Regions from separate parts of the Mus musculus genome. Here all the other regions are linked to region 5. A link is a contact called in public HiChIP or PLAC-seq data. All regions are on one chromosome and are shown on one strand. The core of a region is the stretch at or near the end of the contact, and the rest is flanking DNA. Distances in the headings are between cores, read along the strand shown. Region 1 has its middle 41 kb from the start of Gm23351. Region 2 has its middle 27 kb from the start of Foxq1. Region 3 has its middle 52 kb from the start of Foxq1. Region 4 has its middle 59 kb from the start of Gm23351. Region 5 has its middle 33 kb from the start of 4930401O12Rik.

Region 1 (2,700 bases), core at 177-2,676, 260 kb before region 5:
GGAAGGTCCAAGTGTGGATGCTTCAATCCCACTTAGAAGGGGAAACAAAATAATCACAGGAGGCAGAAGGAGGGAGGGACCTGAGTGGGAGATAAAAGAGGGAAGGGAAAGGGGGAACAGGATTGCCTAGGTATTGGGGCGGGGGGAAAGGAGAGAAGCCCAGAGGGCAAGGAGAATGAATAGAAATATGCAACCCCATGGGTGGGGTGGGGAGGTCGGGGTGGGAGATCCTCTGGAAAGTATTAGTGACCTGGAAGGTAAGAGACTCTCAGGACTCAATGGGGGTGACCTTAGCCAAAATACCCAACAATGGGGAGAGGCAACTTGAAGAGTTCACCTTCAGTATAGACAAGTCATCAAGTGGAGGGATGGGGTTACCAGCCCACAGTCAAAATTGCTAGCCCAGGATTGTTCCTGACTAAAAGAACTGCAGGGATAAAACAGAAAAGAGAGACTAAAGGAAAGGCAGCCCAGTGACCAGCTCAACTTGGGATCCATCCCATGGGGTAGGCCCCAAGGCCTGACACTATTACTTATGTGCTTACAGACAGGAGCCTAGCATGGCTGTCCTCTGAGAGGCCCTGGAAGCAGCTGACTGAGACAGATGCAGACGCTTATACCCAACCATTGGATTGAAATCGGAGACTACTGTGGTTGAATTAGGGGAAGGATTGAAGAAGCTGAAGGGGAGAGCAACCCCATAGGAAAACCATCAGTCTAAGCTAACCTGGATCTCCCTCCCGAACCCCCCCCCCCCCCCCCAGAGACTGAGCCACCAACCAAGCAGCACACCCAGGCTGGTCAGAGGCCTCCAGCACATATATAGCAGAGGACTGCCTGGTCTGGCCTCGTGGGAGAAGAATGTGTCTAATCCTCGAGAGACTTAAGGCCCCAGGGAAGGGGGATGCCTGGTGGTAGGGAGCACCCTCTCAGAGGCAAGGGGGAGGAGCGATGGGATGAGGAACTGTGGGAGGGGGGACTAGGAGGGGGTCAATGGCTGGAATGTAAAGAAATAAAATAATTTAAAAAAGGGGGGGAGAGAGTAAAGGAAAACGTGAGAGATCCGCCTTCATGAAGAGGAAATATGGGTCCAGACAGAATCTGGAAGCTGGGATGTTTAGTTGGAACACATTGATCATCTTAAAAGGTATGCTGGAAAATGTGTAAGAACAACTCTGAGGGAAGAGGACCTGTGAGGCCCCATTCATCTGTCAGCCCATCTTGATGGTGTTAATCTGGCCAGGTTGAAGTCACTGCTATCATGGGCTAGAAGCAGAGTTGAGAGCGCAGCCTCTCAGCTAACTTAGCTGCTTTATTTCCCAGAGAAGATCCAGGTAAGCCCCCGGTTCCTACTCTCACAGACAGCCAGACCTTTTAGGGCAGTGGACATTGCTGGGTGTGGGTCTGACAATGGCATGAACCACTTGATGGGCAAGTTTCACAGACACATTCCTGTGGTTCCTTGGTTGTTTTGAGAGACTTAGTCACAGCTCTAAGTTTCTAATTACAGGGTTTAGCTTTTATTTTTAAAAACAATGTGGTCTTGAAGTAGGTAACCTCTTCAGCATTTGCACTCGAACTGTGGGCTCCATCCTCCAAAGCCTCTGTACATACAGCCTGCAAAGACAGACACATAAAAGATTTTTAATCAAAGGGCTAGTAAGCTTTAATTCCTTTATAAGAAAGGGTTAAGATGAGATGAAGGTGGCCATTTAAGGGTTGTTGTCCTAGAAGTCCCATTTTGAGTCTCAGTTCGGTTCCTATCCAAGAAATCTATTACATTTTAATAAGATTTATTTGCCTAGCATATCTCATGTTAAAATAAGACCAAAATATAAAACATGGTTTCTATACATTACATGGTTTACTGCTGTACAGGGAGATTGTCTTTTTGTCCTTTTCACAGTACTTATAAAGAATAATGAGAACAAATGTCAGAGCGAGCCAGGTTGCTAGCCACAGAGTGATGCCAGCTTCATTTGGATTGAATTATTAGAGTCCAGCTGTCCATTTAGCAGGAGACCGCACATGTGCATTCCACTAGATGCTTAGGTGTGCCTTTTTAGCAGGGCCTCTGGAAGAAATAGCAGAGGTTCTTGAGGGCAGGCAAGGTCCCTCACTACGTGTACAATGCAGAAGGAACAACGTTTCAATGACAAGCTGCAGTTGGCCGAGAACAGCCTCAGTTCCCAACGTCTCTCAGTATCTTGGGTTTATATGTGTTTGGGAGTCCTACAGTTGAGGGCAATAACTCCTGTATGTTTCCACTAAGGTATGACATCTCATAATCTCAGGGCAGAGTTCTGCTCCTTTTACTTGGCAGTCAGTTAGTAGGTGCTCTTGCACTAACTGATAACTAGGATCATCAACTATAAAAGAGGAAAGGTTCATGTTGGCTTACAGTTTCAGAAGTTCCAGTCCATGGTCAGTTGACCTGATTGCTTCTGGCCATATGGTGGGCCAGAACATCATGGGAGAGCATGCTAGGGTGTGGGAGAAATGGAAGGGGAGAAGGTAAGAGAGAGCACTAGGGTCTCACAATCTCTGATGACCTAAGCCCACCAAGCCCTACTTCTTAAACTGCCTTACATCCTTGTAACACCAAATCACACATTAAGCTTTCAACACATGGACCTTTGGGACCCAAAGGTCACACATAAGAGCCAAAATACAGCAATTCTCATGCAACAGACTAAGTGT
Region 2 (2,700 bases), core at 183-2,682, 320 kb before region 5:
TGTGAGCATTCTATGCCCATTTCTGCTGTGAGAACAGCCAGTAGTTGGAAGGACCATATAGAAATTTGTCTCCTTCTGCTAAAATACTGTCCTGCTTTAACATCTAGAAAAAAAAAAACAAAATCTGATAGAGACTTAGAATTTTTGCATGAATCTCAGCAAGCATTCATGTTCAGTCTGGACTACTTCAGTGTGATTTCATGTTACCCACTTACTGCCATATTTTGTGTTACAATGAGTGAAAAGGGCCCTTAGGAGCAAGTAATGACTATATCCACAGTGATTACTGTGACTCATAAATTTACATTTAAACACTTACAATGTAATACACAGTAAGAATTTAGATTTTAAGTACAGATTAACTGTGTTACATAAAATCCTGAGAAAAGTTCTGTGGCTATTGTCTGGGGACCTGAGAGCAGGGCCTTTTGTGGCTTCCTTCCTTTAAGAGTGTAGGTGTTCTGGAACTTAAGGTAGTTTGCTTAGAACAACAATGTTTTACAAAATTTTTGCTTCCAGCATTCAGGAAGCAGAAGGCACTGGCGACCGAGATTCACAGAGTTTCCGAGAGTCAGCTTCAAGTGATCTGAGTTGTGGCCAAAGAGGGCTCTGTGTCCTCCCAGAATACCCTGATCTTCTGATCTGTGTTAGAAATAGCAGGAATTGTGTGGGGGAGGAAACCCTACTAAATGCAGTCAGTCATTTGAAAAAAAAATGTGCCTTGTCATTAGCGGGGAGAGTGTGTCGTTGTGACTGTTTCTATTGCTTCAGCAAAGAGACAGATGCCCTGGCTGGTAGAGTTCTGGGTTCTGTGTGGGCCAGAAGATTGATGGAGTTTTCATTAGTATTTAATGGTGCAGAACAAAAGCCAGAAATAGGCCCTGAGAAACCAGAACAGAAACGAGACGGATTGGACCGTTTGCTTATTCAGCTGCAAAATGTCCTGCCTTCTATTGTGGTCACCCCCCACCCAGGGCGAAATGTGGTGTGGAGGACAGGAATGCCCCAGACTGCGGAGTAGCCTCTGTTGTCCCACTAATCAGCATGACTCGGCAGATGACAAATATTTAATTTAGGGAAAAAGCAGTAGTCCACAGTGTTACTGATATCAGGCAGCAACAAGATTAGTAACAATCCTTCCTGGTAGTAGCTAGAAGCCCAAATTAACAATGGGCCCAACCCAAAACATTTGTCCCCCCCCTCCCCCCCAACAAGGTGAAAGGAAACAACCCAGACTGACTATGGTTGTGCCTCTAAGCCGGAAAGACCTAGGCTCCTGCTTTCTGGTCTACTTCCCATATATCCCAATCCAGATTGGATGCTTGAGCTACAGTCAACTTGTCCACATTCCAGACAGCAGGAGGGGAAAACAGATAAGAGCAGAGTATCGGATTTTTGTACAGAATATTTCCCAGGGTTCGCAGTCAACAGTCCTTTGTTTATCTTAAACATGAGTTGGGCAACTGCTCTTAAGGTTACTGTCCTTGTTTGCATATCTCTGTGTCACTCCACCGCGTATCTCCTCATTCATCTGCTTAATTCATTTAACTAACTATGAATAGACTTCTTTCCCCAGGTGAGCTGTAAGAGGCACAAGTCAGATGTCTTTGCTGCTTTGGTGTGGGCTACTCCAACTAAACACCATACCCAGTGGCCTATTAACAAGAGAGTTGTATTGCCCAGAACCCTAAGGCTCGTTACAGTGTGGTCTATGTCCAGTACAGTGAGGGCTTGCTCCCCAATATACAGGCTGCCTTCTTCTTTTCACAGAATGGAAAGAAGGCATGAGAGCTCACTAGAGTCCCTATTATAAGGCTCAACTAGTAAGGTTCCATTCTCATGACTATCACCTCCCAAGGTGGCCTTCCCTGATATCACCTCAATGAAGACTAGCAAGTTAGTAACATGGATTTTAGGGTACTGCAGACATCTTGTCCAGAGCCCCCTTCATGGGAAACAACTTCTGGGTGAGATTCAACAGTATGCAAATGTGTGTTTAGTAGTTCATAACACATGCTCTGAGCAAACATTCCAGGTTTGGCTCCATGACAGATGATTGGATGGACAAACGGAACCAGTCTTTTCAAAAGTAGCTTAGCAAGGTCCCCACAGGGACTCATGTCCCAGCTTTAGGACCCAAAGCATAAAATCATTAGAGGCATTCTTAAAGGAACAACCTGTTAGCCTGTTTCTAGAGGTGACAGGTGAGAAAGTTCCTGCAGCCACACTGAGCTATCCTTAGCCTGTCTGCTGATGTGCAGGTTTCCCTGGGTGGTGAATGTGTCCAAAGCAATATTCATAACACATTATTCTTAACACAATAAGAATAATAAGCAATAAGAATAAGCAATATTCTTAACACATTAAGAACAAGTCTCTTACTGTTAGAGTTAATAAGCCTCATGTTTCTGGATACAGGAGTGAGTGAGGTCCTGTTCAAGTCTGACTAGTGCATGCTGGCTGTTATGTTCAGAGTCTGGTGTGAGGAATCAAGAAGGGAGAATCATCCATGAATCCTTGAAGATACTGTGGGCATAAATGTGTATAGCTTCCGTGAAGTGTGTAATCAGTGTGAGATTGGAACATCCAAGAAGGAGTGGCCTGGCAGGTGGGGAAAGGACACACTGTCATTTCTAACCAGATACAGGGGGATGAGAGGCAGGCCAGCTCTGAGCCTGGACAATAGCATCTCCTTTGGGT
Region 3 (2,700 bases), core at 63-2,562, 300 kb before region 5:
GGAAGGGTTTATTCAGCATACATTTCCACACTGCTGTTACCACCAAAGAAAGTCAGAAAGCAGGAGCTGATGCAGAGGCCATGGGCGGATGTTCTTTACTGTCTTGCTTCCCCTGGCTTGCTCAGTCTGCTCTCTTATAGAACCCAAGACTAGCAGCCCAGAGATGGCACCACCCACAAGGGGATCTTCCCCTTTGATCACTAATTGAGAAAATGCCTTACAGCTGGATCTCATGGAGGCATCTCCCCAGCTGAAGCTCCTTTCTCTGTGATAATTCCAGCCTGTGTCAAGTTGACACAAAACTAGCCAGTAGAGCCAGTACAGGGACCAAGTTTATACTTAAGGCCACATGCCTCCTTTCCTTCCGACTAACTCAAGTGACATCTTTGCCAGGAGTCACCAAACTCCACTGGTGTCTTATTTGTTTAAAGTCCTTGTATTTAGTTTTCTTTTCTTTCTTTCTTTCTTTTTTTTTTTTTTTTTTTTTTTTTTTTTTTTTTTTTTTTTTTTTTTTTTGTTTTTCGAGGCTGGGTTTCTCTGCATAGCCCTGGTTGTCCTGGAACTCACTTTGTAGACCAGGCTGGCCTCAAACTCAGAAATCCACCTGCCTCTGCCTCCCAAGTGCTGGGATTAAAGGCGTGCACCACCACCGCCCAGCTGTATTTTTGTTGTATTTAGTTTTCTATTAGTACGTTATTTTCTAACCAAGACATCTGCCTGGGAGTACAAATTAAGGATGGAGAGAGCTCAGTATTGAGAAAGCACTGGCCTCAATGTCCAGTGTCAGAAAAAAAAGAAAGAAAGAAAAATTATCATAACCTCACTTCTTTAACAGAGGGTTGAGAACAAAACCCCACACCTCATCAATCGTGAACATTCTACTGACAGCCAATGAAAAGATGATCTATTCATCCTCAAAATTTCACCAACAGATTACTTAAGAAGCCAGAATTTCCAGTTCAGCACGGGACTTCCCACAGATTCTATCCAGACGCTGCCTCTGTGCACTATGTAAACAGCAAACGATAAGGAAGAGAAACAGTTCCTCTTTCCTTGTTGAGCAACCAAGCAACGCAAAAAGTGATGATTTTTGTTTAGAAAGAAAATAAAAGAGAGTGGCATTTGGGCAGGGAATGATGTGAGAGTTGCCCAAGTCCCCTCTGCATTCCAACCTGGGCTCCTATGTCCAGCTCTAGATCACTGGCCATGGCTTTTGTGGCAGTTCTCTGCCAGGTCAGCCCACTGTTGAGGCCAGAGAACCTGATTGTACATGGAAACCCTTTGGCAAACCGCAAGTTTCTGCAGGCCACACCCAGGGAGGCAGCGGGAGCTGGTGAACAGGAGACCAGACCGAACACTGTAATAACACAATGCAGTGTGTAATTAAGCAATTCCTGTGATCTCAGACCAAGGATGTTTGTTATTGTTTTGACCTTCTTCACCTATGTGTCAGCTGGAGGCCTGGCTAAAGCTGTCCTAACGCTGAATCTACACAAACAACTCCCTCTCACCCTCAGCTCACCTTTCTGGTACAGAGCCAAGAGTTCTCTGCTACTTTATACACAGAGGCTCAGAACAAGGTGCCTGGGTTCCGTGGCTACTGCCATCTATTCTATTGTCTCTGATTCCAGGCCAGGCATAGAAAAAGCAGAGGTGAGCATGGCATGCCAGCTCCGGGGTGGACTCTTGGATTCACACCCTAGCTCTTCCACTTGGCTGTGTGACCTCACCTGTTCAAGCTTCTTGACCTCTCTGAGCCTTCATTTCTCTGGCATGTTATAAAGGAGTTGATATTGATGCCTCCATCATAGTATTACTCTACAGTCGTGTGTGATGCTCTACAGCAAGAATCATAAAGTCTTCTGCTGACACTGGGCTTCAGCTCTTCCAGATAAGTAACTGAACTGTGTTTGGATGTAACAAACTTCACCATACAGACTTATTTTCAAAATGGAGTCCTGGCTGTTGCCTCCTACACAGAAGGACAGATCTGTGCATCCCGGAGGCACGGAACACAGAAGGAAGTGGATGGAATTCAGGGAGCCCCGGTACCTATACTTTTTGAACTTTCTCCTTGTTCACAGCATTTGAGCCTTGGTAGGCTGAGCTACTGGGAACTCTGGTGGAATCTGCTCAGGTCTTAAGGACACTCTCTGTGTCTTTGTGTAGGGAGGGGAAGTGGTTCTAGGATTCCCGTGGACACCAAACCTTCTAGAAAATGACATAGTTTGGGAAACTCACACACTTTACTTCCCGTCTTGCTTGTCACTCATCTCCGTATCGGTGAAAAGCAAGGGAACAACACTTAACCTGAATTGCATTGGAGTGCAGGCTGAGAAAGACTGCGCATGCGTGGGACAGAGGCATTTTTCTTCTCTTCAGTGGTTTTGATCTGGGGTTTGGGGGAGCCTTGAGTGTGGTTGGGCCCTTTGATGTGGAGTACTGATTCTGTTCTTACCGTCATCACCTGCTAACTTTTCTGGCATTTGAGGAGGCAGCAAAGCATCGGTGTTCATGGCGAGAATCTGGCTTTGCTCCATATTTTGCAGCCTGACCTTCCTTGAGCTAATTTGTCCCTCGGTTTCCTGCTCTATGAGACAGAGATAAGTGACCAAGTGACAAAGCTCCTGGAGATTGGAGGTTGGTGAAGCTCCTTAGGCAACAGAGCGGCCATTCCTACGGAGCATCAAGTCGGTCAGC
Region 4 (2,700 bases), core at 165-2,664, 280 kb before region 5:
GTCTTTTTCAAATTTGAATCCCTTCCTACTAAGAGATGTTTGGATTCTCTTTGGTGTGACCAAGAGTTTACATATAGATTACATTGTTCCTAAATGTATTCTGCTACTGTGATGGTCAGTCTTCTTTGCCATTTGGATTGGAACTGGTATCTGATCTGTTGACAAATATCCTCAGGGTGCCTACTGCTGTCTGATCAGTCCCAGTTTCAGAGAAGAAAGTTCCGTGTTTCCATGTCGGCACAGAAGCATGTCCTCTCTGTCGCTTCCCAGTTCCCACCATGGACAAGGAAATCAGCAGGGCATAGACACTTAGCTGAGAGGAGCAAGAAGCAACTTGTGGGTGCTCTTCCCCTCCAGTGGAAAGGAGCAGAGTGGGGCAAACCCTGGTGGATCATGGGCTTATATAGAAAGCAGGCCTCTAGAAACTTCAGTGGGAAGTTATGCACAATCCCTGCTGTCCTTACTCTGAGAAAGGTGGGTGAATTTCATGCTGGAAATACTCAGAAGGCCACCATCCAGCTGTGATCTTGCAAGGGTAGAAAGTGAGTTATGCAAAGGTGGCAGACGGTGGCCCTGGGCATTGTTTCACCAAGGACTCTCTGAAGAGTCATCAACAGAGCAGGCGTGCTCTTGCTCCATTCCTCTTATCCAAGCTTTAAAGGCTTGGGTTCCCGTGACCATCCAATTAACTGCAGATAAAGGTGCTAGATAGCGAAAGAACAAACTTGCTGTCTGCTACTTGACAATGGTCATTGTATACTTAGATCCTGAGACCTGGAAGGCTAAGTTCTAATGAAATACAAGGACAGAGTGACCGGACATTAACTAGGAAGAGACAAGTATGGCCAGGCCACAGCCACCTGGCTGACTTCCCATCTATGCTGTTAGTCTGCAACACTCTAGGAAGTTGGTTCTTTCTTCCTGGGTTCCCAATGAAGACTGCTATCTGCTGTATGCTTTTTTTTCTTTTTAAATTAAAATATTTTCCCCCAGCACTGAGGATGGAAAGTAAGGCTTGATGCATGCTACCACTGAGCTATGTCCTCAGCCTTCTTACTGGTTACTCTGAGATAGTCTTGCTATACTTTTCAAGGCCTTTAATTTGCAATTCTCCTGCCTTAGGCTCTAGCAAGTTGTATGAAATGTGAATTCCTGGTGGGATTTTAGCTCTTTGTTCTGAGTTCAGTCAACAGCATGTGTAGGACTTTCTGCTTGCCCAGTTGGTGATGGTTGACCATAGTGAAAAGCTCTTTCCTAGTGAGATCTATTCTAGATGTTACTCTGCTGATGGCTTAAAAAATGGCATAGGGCTGAGCTTGTGTATGAGGCTTCTTAAACACACAGATTACAGAGTGATTACATTGTTCTTTGGAAGTCAGAGAAGCTGGCTAGGACTAGCGTGCTGACAAGAGTGTCAGGATTACACAAGGATGACATTGTAAGCGATGTAATCCTCAGGCTTTGCCAGCCTGTGGGCCAGGTTCATTCTGCAGTTTGCAAAGACCTTTGTACCTGCCTTGTCTTCATGTAATCCATATATTCACAATGGTCTCTGAATGTGACAACCAGCGTCTCTCTGCACCCTTCCCTACATGCTGCAAAGTAATGTCTAGGGTAAGGATAGGCTAGCCTTATTTGTTTCTTTTGATACCCTGTGGCTGAATTCACACTACTTTGCACATAGAGACTTGTCTATTAATAACTGTGGCTTGAAATTTGCACTCTTTTGTTAAAAGCACTGAACAGTGAGTATGTTCAGGCAAGCTTGTCCTCCCAGGGTTTAGTCTTGTGGAAAGTGTAGGGGAAACAGTGGCCTCCAAGGTAGCCTTCTTCAGGTTGGTGAAGTGGGATGATACTGTACCACAGGCTGTGTGTTTCTGGGAAAAAGCTAGCCCTTCCTGCGATGAGTTGTTATCTCTCCCATGGCTCACAGGAGTCACTCTATGAGCCACTAATTGGGGTGAGAGATGAGACCTGGAAGGATTATTACGCCTGAGTGACCCACTGGGAGGTTTGCCCTCAGGAGACATTTAACAACATCTGGAACAAGGAAGGTATTGTGTGGATTAGAGGACAGAGGCCCACCGTCCTACTGAACATCTTATAGAACACAGGACAGTGCCATGCTCCCCTTTCTCTTCCCATCTTGGCAGGGCCCGTTGTGGCATAACACTATATACTCATTTGCCTGCTGGTTCTGTCTTTCTCTGTCCTCTGAATATCAGTGACAGAGAGTAGAGGACTTATCTCTTATCCACATCCCCCTAGTGTCTGGACAAGGACAGGTACAGAGTGGGAGCTTGTGAGGTGCTCAGAGTAGCTAGTAGTATTTAGTACTGCCCTTTTGTATGTGCAAAGAAGACACTTGGGCCCAGCACTTTGATTCTACCCACCCTGAGATGACAATACCTTCTGAGACAGTCTTAAGAAATTTGTTGCTAAGTGGCTTTCAGTAGTTCCTTTTTTAACACTTAGAAAGAGGGTTTTGGGGAGTCTGATAAAGTGTTCTCATGTCTCAGAGACCTTGGTGCTTACCTGATGTGGTTTTCATACAGTTGTGTGGTCTTGAGTCATCATTGCCATCTCTCAGGAGCCCAGCATCATCTAGTGCCATAGTAGGTCATCTCTAACATCTCTGTCTTCTCTAATCACCAATTGGCTTCTTGCTCTGATTACATGTCTTCAGGACAGAATGTTGAA
Region 5 (2,700 bases), core at 110-2,609:
TGAAAGGGCTTTGATTCATTCAGAGCTGTAGATCCAGAGGCTGACAATGCTCCCATCCTCCCATATCCCTGAAGCTACTATGTGGCTTCCTGATTGTGTGGCTTCCTAAGGTTTCACTGTTGAAAGTTTCCAGAGTCTGGCCTAGGAAAAGCACAGACGAAGTGGACCCGTGGGTCCAAGATTGTCCAGATGGAAATGCAGGAAGCCATACAAGAGTCTGATGGTGGGGGAAAGTCATGGCATTGAGCATCAGGACCAATATTCTGGCTTTGGGATCTACAGCCTAGTTGTGAGGTTTCAGGTGACTTAGTTTGTTTTCTCAAACTGTATCTGTTTCCCAAGTATCTATGTGCTCTTACTTAGGAAGCTAGATGGTCCCTCTGGTCCTAGGAGGAGCCTCGGTGGGGAACAGGAACCAGGCCACTACTCTCAGTAAAGCTCTGCAGTAACAGAGAACACAGCGATAACAGAAGCTGGGAGAATAAGAAAACATGTAGAAACTGTCCTGGGGTTTTTCCAGTACATTCATCAGCTAAAAAAATAAAAATAAAAAATAGATTTAATCTTTCCTAATTAGAGTAAATATTTGAATCAGAGTGGACAGAAGGGTCCCACGCATAGAAAGGAGTTTACGCAGTTCCCAACTCATGCAAACATTCCATGAGCTATTGAATATACTTACTGAAGAACAGGTCTATGAAGTGAGAGCCTATTACAACTTTTTTTTTCCATAAGGAAAACTTGTAGTGAGTCCTAGAGTGGCCCGCACTTGGGTTCTACTTTGAAGCCCCAGCTTAGTCCTTGCCTGTCTGAGTGACATGAAATTAGATGCTAAAAAATTGAATTATTATTTATTGGTTCACATGTTTCCTTCTCACCTATGTTTCAACCCAGAGGATACTTGTTTATATTTCTGTTCCCCGGTTATGATACACATTCCAATCAGGCGTTCAGGAAATGTTTTACAAATAAAATATCTAAGGGGAGGGGGTAAACCAAAGTTTCATGAGCTTAGTGAATTAAAGAGGTTGGGGTAGCTTATAACATGGAGGTGACAACTCTGCAGTCTGAAACACATTAAAAGTAAGAGTCTTAAAAATCACCCCATTTCCAGCAAGACAGGCTCTGAGATAGTAGAGCCTGCTTCTTCCCTTTAGGTCCCCAGTGAGGCTCTGTGATATCAGAGATAACTACGTCAGAGCAGTCTGGAAGAAAGGGAAAATAACAACTTGGCATGCAGAAACCGCCTGGTTTTTTTCCAACTCGTTCATCAGTAAAAATCTCTCCCCATTCCTAGGCTGGAGTAAAGTGATGAAACCAAGTCTTAAGTCACCCAGGTCTCTCTCTGTTCCTGGAGAGAAGCCAGAGGAGGGAGCAGCAGCCAGAGCTCAAGACACTGCTGTCCTCTTGTGGCCTGCCAGATGCTGTGCTCTCAAATCCACTCAAGAAACCAGAAGCCGCCGGCCTCCCTGGAGCCCAGAAAGCTGCCTTAGAAATGGGGCTTCAAAAAAAAAAAAGAAAAAGAAAAAGAAATGGGGCTTCTTTTCCCAAAGGGCTGAGAGTGAAGAATATCTATGCATGGAACACTGCCCAGCAGGTATTTCTTGCCCAGACTGGGCACGGGTGGATGGAAAGAACCGTTCCTGAGAAGGAAGGCGGCTGCATCTTTGAGTGGAATTTCCCCACCTCTTAGTGCTAGTAGAACTAGCACTAAGTTCAGTCCTTTTGCACAGCACAGTGTATACTGGTGTATTCACTAGGGAGTAATGGGCATTGTTGGTCAGTGAACAAGCTAGAGAAAATAGTGTGTCTCACCTTAACATCTCATGGAATAGAAACAAGTAGCTGAACCAGTCTAGATCCAAACTTCCTTCTTCTAAACTCAGAACTACAGAGCAGCTAATAGTCTACCCTGTCTGACTGTGAGTCCCTTATACTGAGTTTAATAAAGATGTACTTATTTTGTCATGCATTCACTTAACAAACAGCATCAAGTACCAATCATATGCAGGTTGCCTCAGGGACTCATCATATAGGACCACCCTGCACTCTTAGAGTTAGGGCTTGTGTTGTTAGATATCAGAGTTGGGACCCATCTTTCAATATGAAATTCATTCATGTGTCACAGCCCGAGGTAATTTATATAACATTTCCAATGTGCCCGTGTCTGACAGTCATCTATCACTTGAGGTAAAGTATGGAATTTTCCATTTGTGTCATCTTAGTGATGCTAATTTCTAGTTTCAAAAACTCCAGTTGGGGAGTTTCTTGTAATGAGTGCTGCGCACAGAGCAAGCTAAATGTTCTGCATTTTCTAATCCAGGGAGCAAGCTTACTTGCCTAACTCTGGGTCTAACAGCAAAGTCTTTTGTGCCACAGAGAACTCCTTGCTTCAAGGTCCTGTCTGCCTGGCAAGCAGCTCATGAAGGATAGATCCAACAAACACGCTGATGCTCTCCATGCCATAAGAACCCCATTTGAAGACTCCACAAGAATATGTAAAAAGTAGAATCAGTAGGAGAAATACATGAGATTTTCAAAGAACTGTAAGAATATCCAGAAAGATCATAGATACAATCATATGTTTGTATAGACCAGAGGCCTGGACCCCACCCCTAGGGTAGCACAGGGAACTGCAGGTGTTCCCTACCCACCAGTCGCTGCCCATCAGGGAGACACTCCCATGAACCTAAAGTTAGG

What was found. HiChIP or PLAC-seq counts read pairs in DNA pulled down with a chosen protein or histone mark.
Region 1: a contact with region 5 is called in a FOXA1 HiChIP or PLAC-seq map of pancreatic cancer cells. The contact joins two enhancer-like sites. A contact is called at or near these places in 1 of 484 Hi-C or Micro-C datasets (the F1.1 cell line) and 3 of 115 datasets of contacts at active chromatin or transcription factors (extraembryonic endoderm stem cells, pancreatic cancer cells and trophoblast stem cells).
Region 2: an H3K27ac HiChIP or PLAC-seq map of extraembryonic endoderm stem cells shows a contact between it and region 5. The contact joins two enhancer-like sites. A contact is called at or near these places in 2 of 115 datasets of contacts at active chromatin or transcription factors (extraembryonic endoderm stem cells and pancreatic cancer cells).
Region 3: a contact with region 5 is called in an HNF4G HiChIP or PLAC-seq map of pancreatic cancer cells. The contact joins two enhancer-like sites. A contact is called at or near these places in 1 of 484 Hi-C or Micro-C datasets (extraembryonic endoderm stem cells) and 3 of 115 datasets of contacts at active chromatin or transcription factors (extraembryonic endoderm stem cells, pancreatic cancer cells and trophoblast stem cells).
Region 4: an H3K27ac HiChIP or PLAC-seq map of extraembryonic endoderm stem cells shows a contact between it and region 5. The contact joins two enhancer-like sites. A contact is called at or near these places in 2 of 484 Hi-C or Micro-C datasets (the F1.1 cell line and extraembryonic endoderm stem cells) and 3 of 115 datasets of contacts at active chromatin or transcription factors (extraembryonic endoderm stem cells, pancreatic cancer cells and trophoblast stem cells).

What each region holds. Positions count from the first base shown.
Region 1 is chr13:31,467,052-31,469,751 of GRCm38.p6, reverse strand. No RefSeq gene overlaps it. Among named protein-coding and RNA genes, the nearest start is that of Gm23351, 41 kb to the right of the region's middle. Within about 2 kb of position 1,426, at least 24 of the 459 cell types and tissues checked have an H3K27ac peak or open chromatin away from gene starts, as enhancers often do. A contact at or near this core is called in pancreatic cancer cells, where this site is marked.
Region 2 is chr13:31,530,078-31,532,777 of GRCm38.p6, reverse strand. No RefSeq gene overlaps it. Among named protein-coding and RNA genes, the nearest start is that of Foxq1, 27 kb to the left of the region's middle. Within about 2 kb of position 1,432, at least 30 of the 459 cell types and tissues checked have an H3K27ac peak or open chromatin away from gene starts, as enhancers often do. A contact at or near this core is called in extraembryonic endoderm stem cells and pancreatic cancer cells, where this site is marked.
Region 3 is chr13:31,505,268-31,507,967 of GRCm38.p6, reverse strand. No RefSeq gene overlaps it. Among named protein-coding and RNA genes, the nearest start is that of Foxq1, 52 kb to the left of the region's middle. Within about 2 kb of position 1,312, at least 45 of the 459 cell types and tissues checked have an H3K27ac peak or open chromatin away from gene starts, as enhancers often do. A contact at or near this core is called in pancreatic cancer cells, where this site is marked.
Region 4 is chr13:31,485,310-31,488,009 of GRCm38.p6, reverse strand. No RefSeq gene overlaps it. Among named protein-coding and RNA genes, the nearest start is that of Gm23351, 59 kb to the right of the region's middle. Within about 2 kb of position 1,414, at least 6 of the 459 cell types and tissues checked have an H3K27ac peak or open chromatin away from gene starts, as enhancers often do. A contact at or near this core is called in extraembryonic endoderm stem cells, where this site is marked.
Region 5 is chr13:31,206,565-31,209,264 of GRCm38.p6, reverse strand. No RefSeq gene overlaps it. Among named protein-coding and RNA genes, the nearest start is that of 4930401O12Rik, 33 kb to the left of the region's middle. Within about 2 kb of position 1,359, at least 23 of the 459 cell types and tissues checked have an H3K27ac peak or open chromatin away from gene starts, as enhancers often do. A contact at or near this core is called in extraembryonic endoderm stem cells and pancreatic cancer cells, where this site is marked.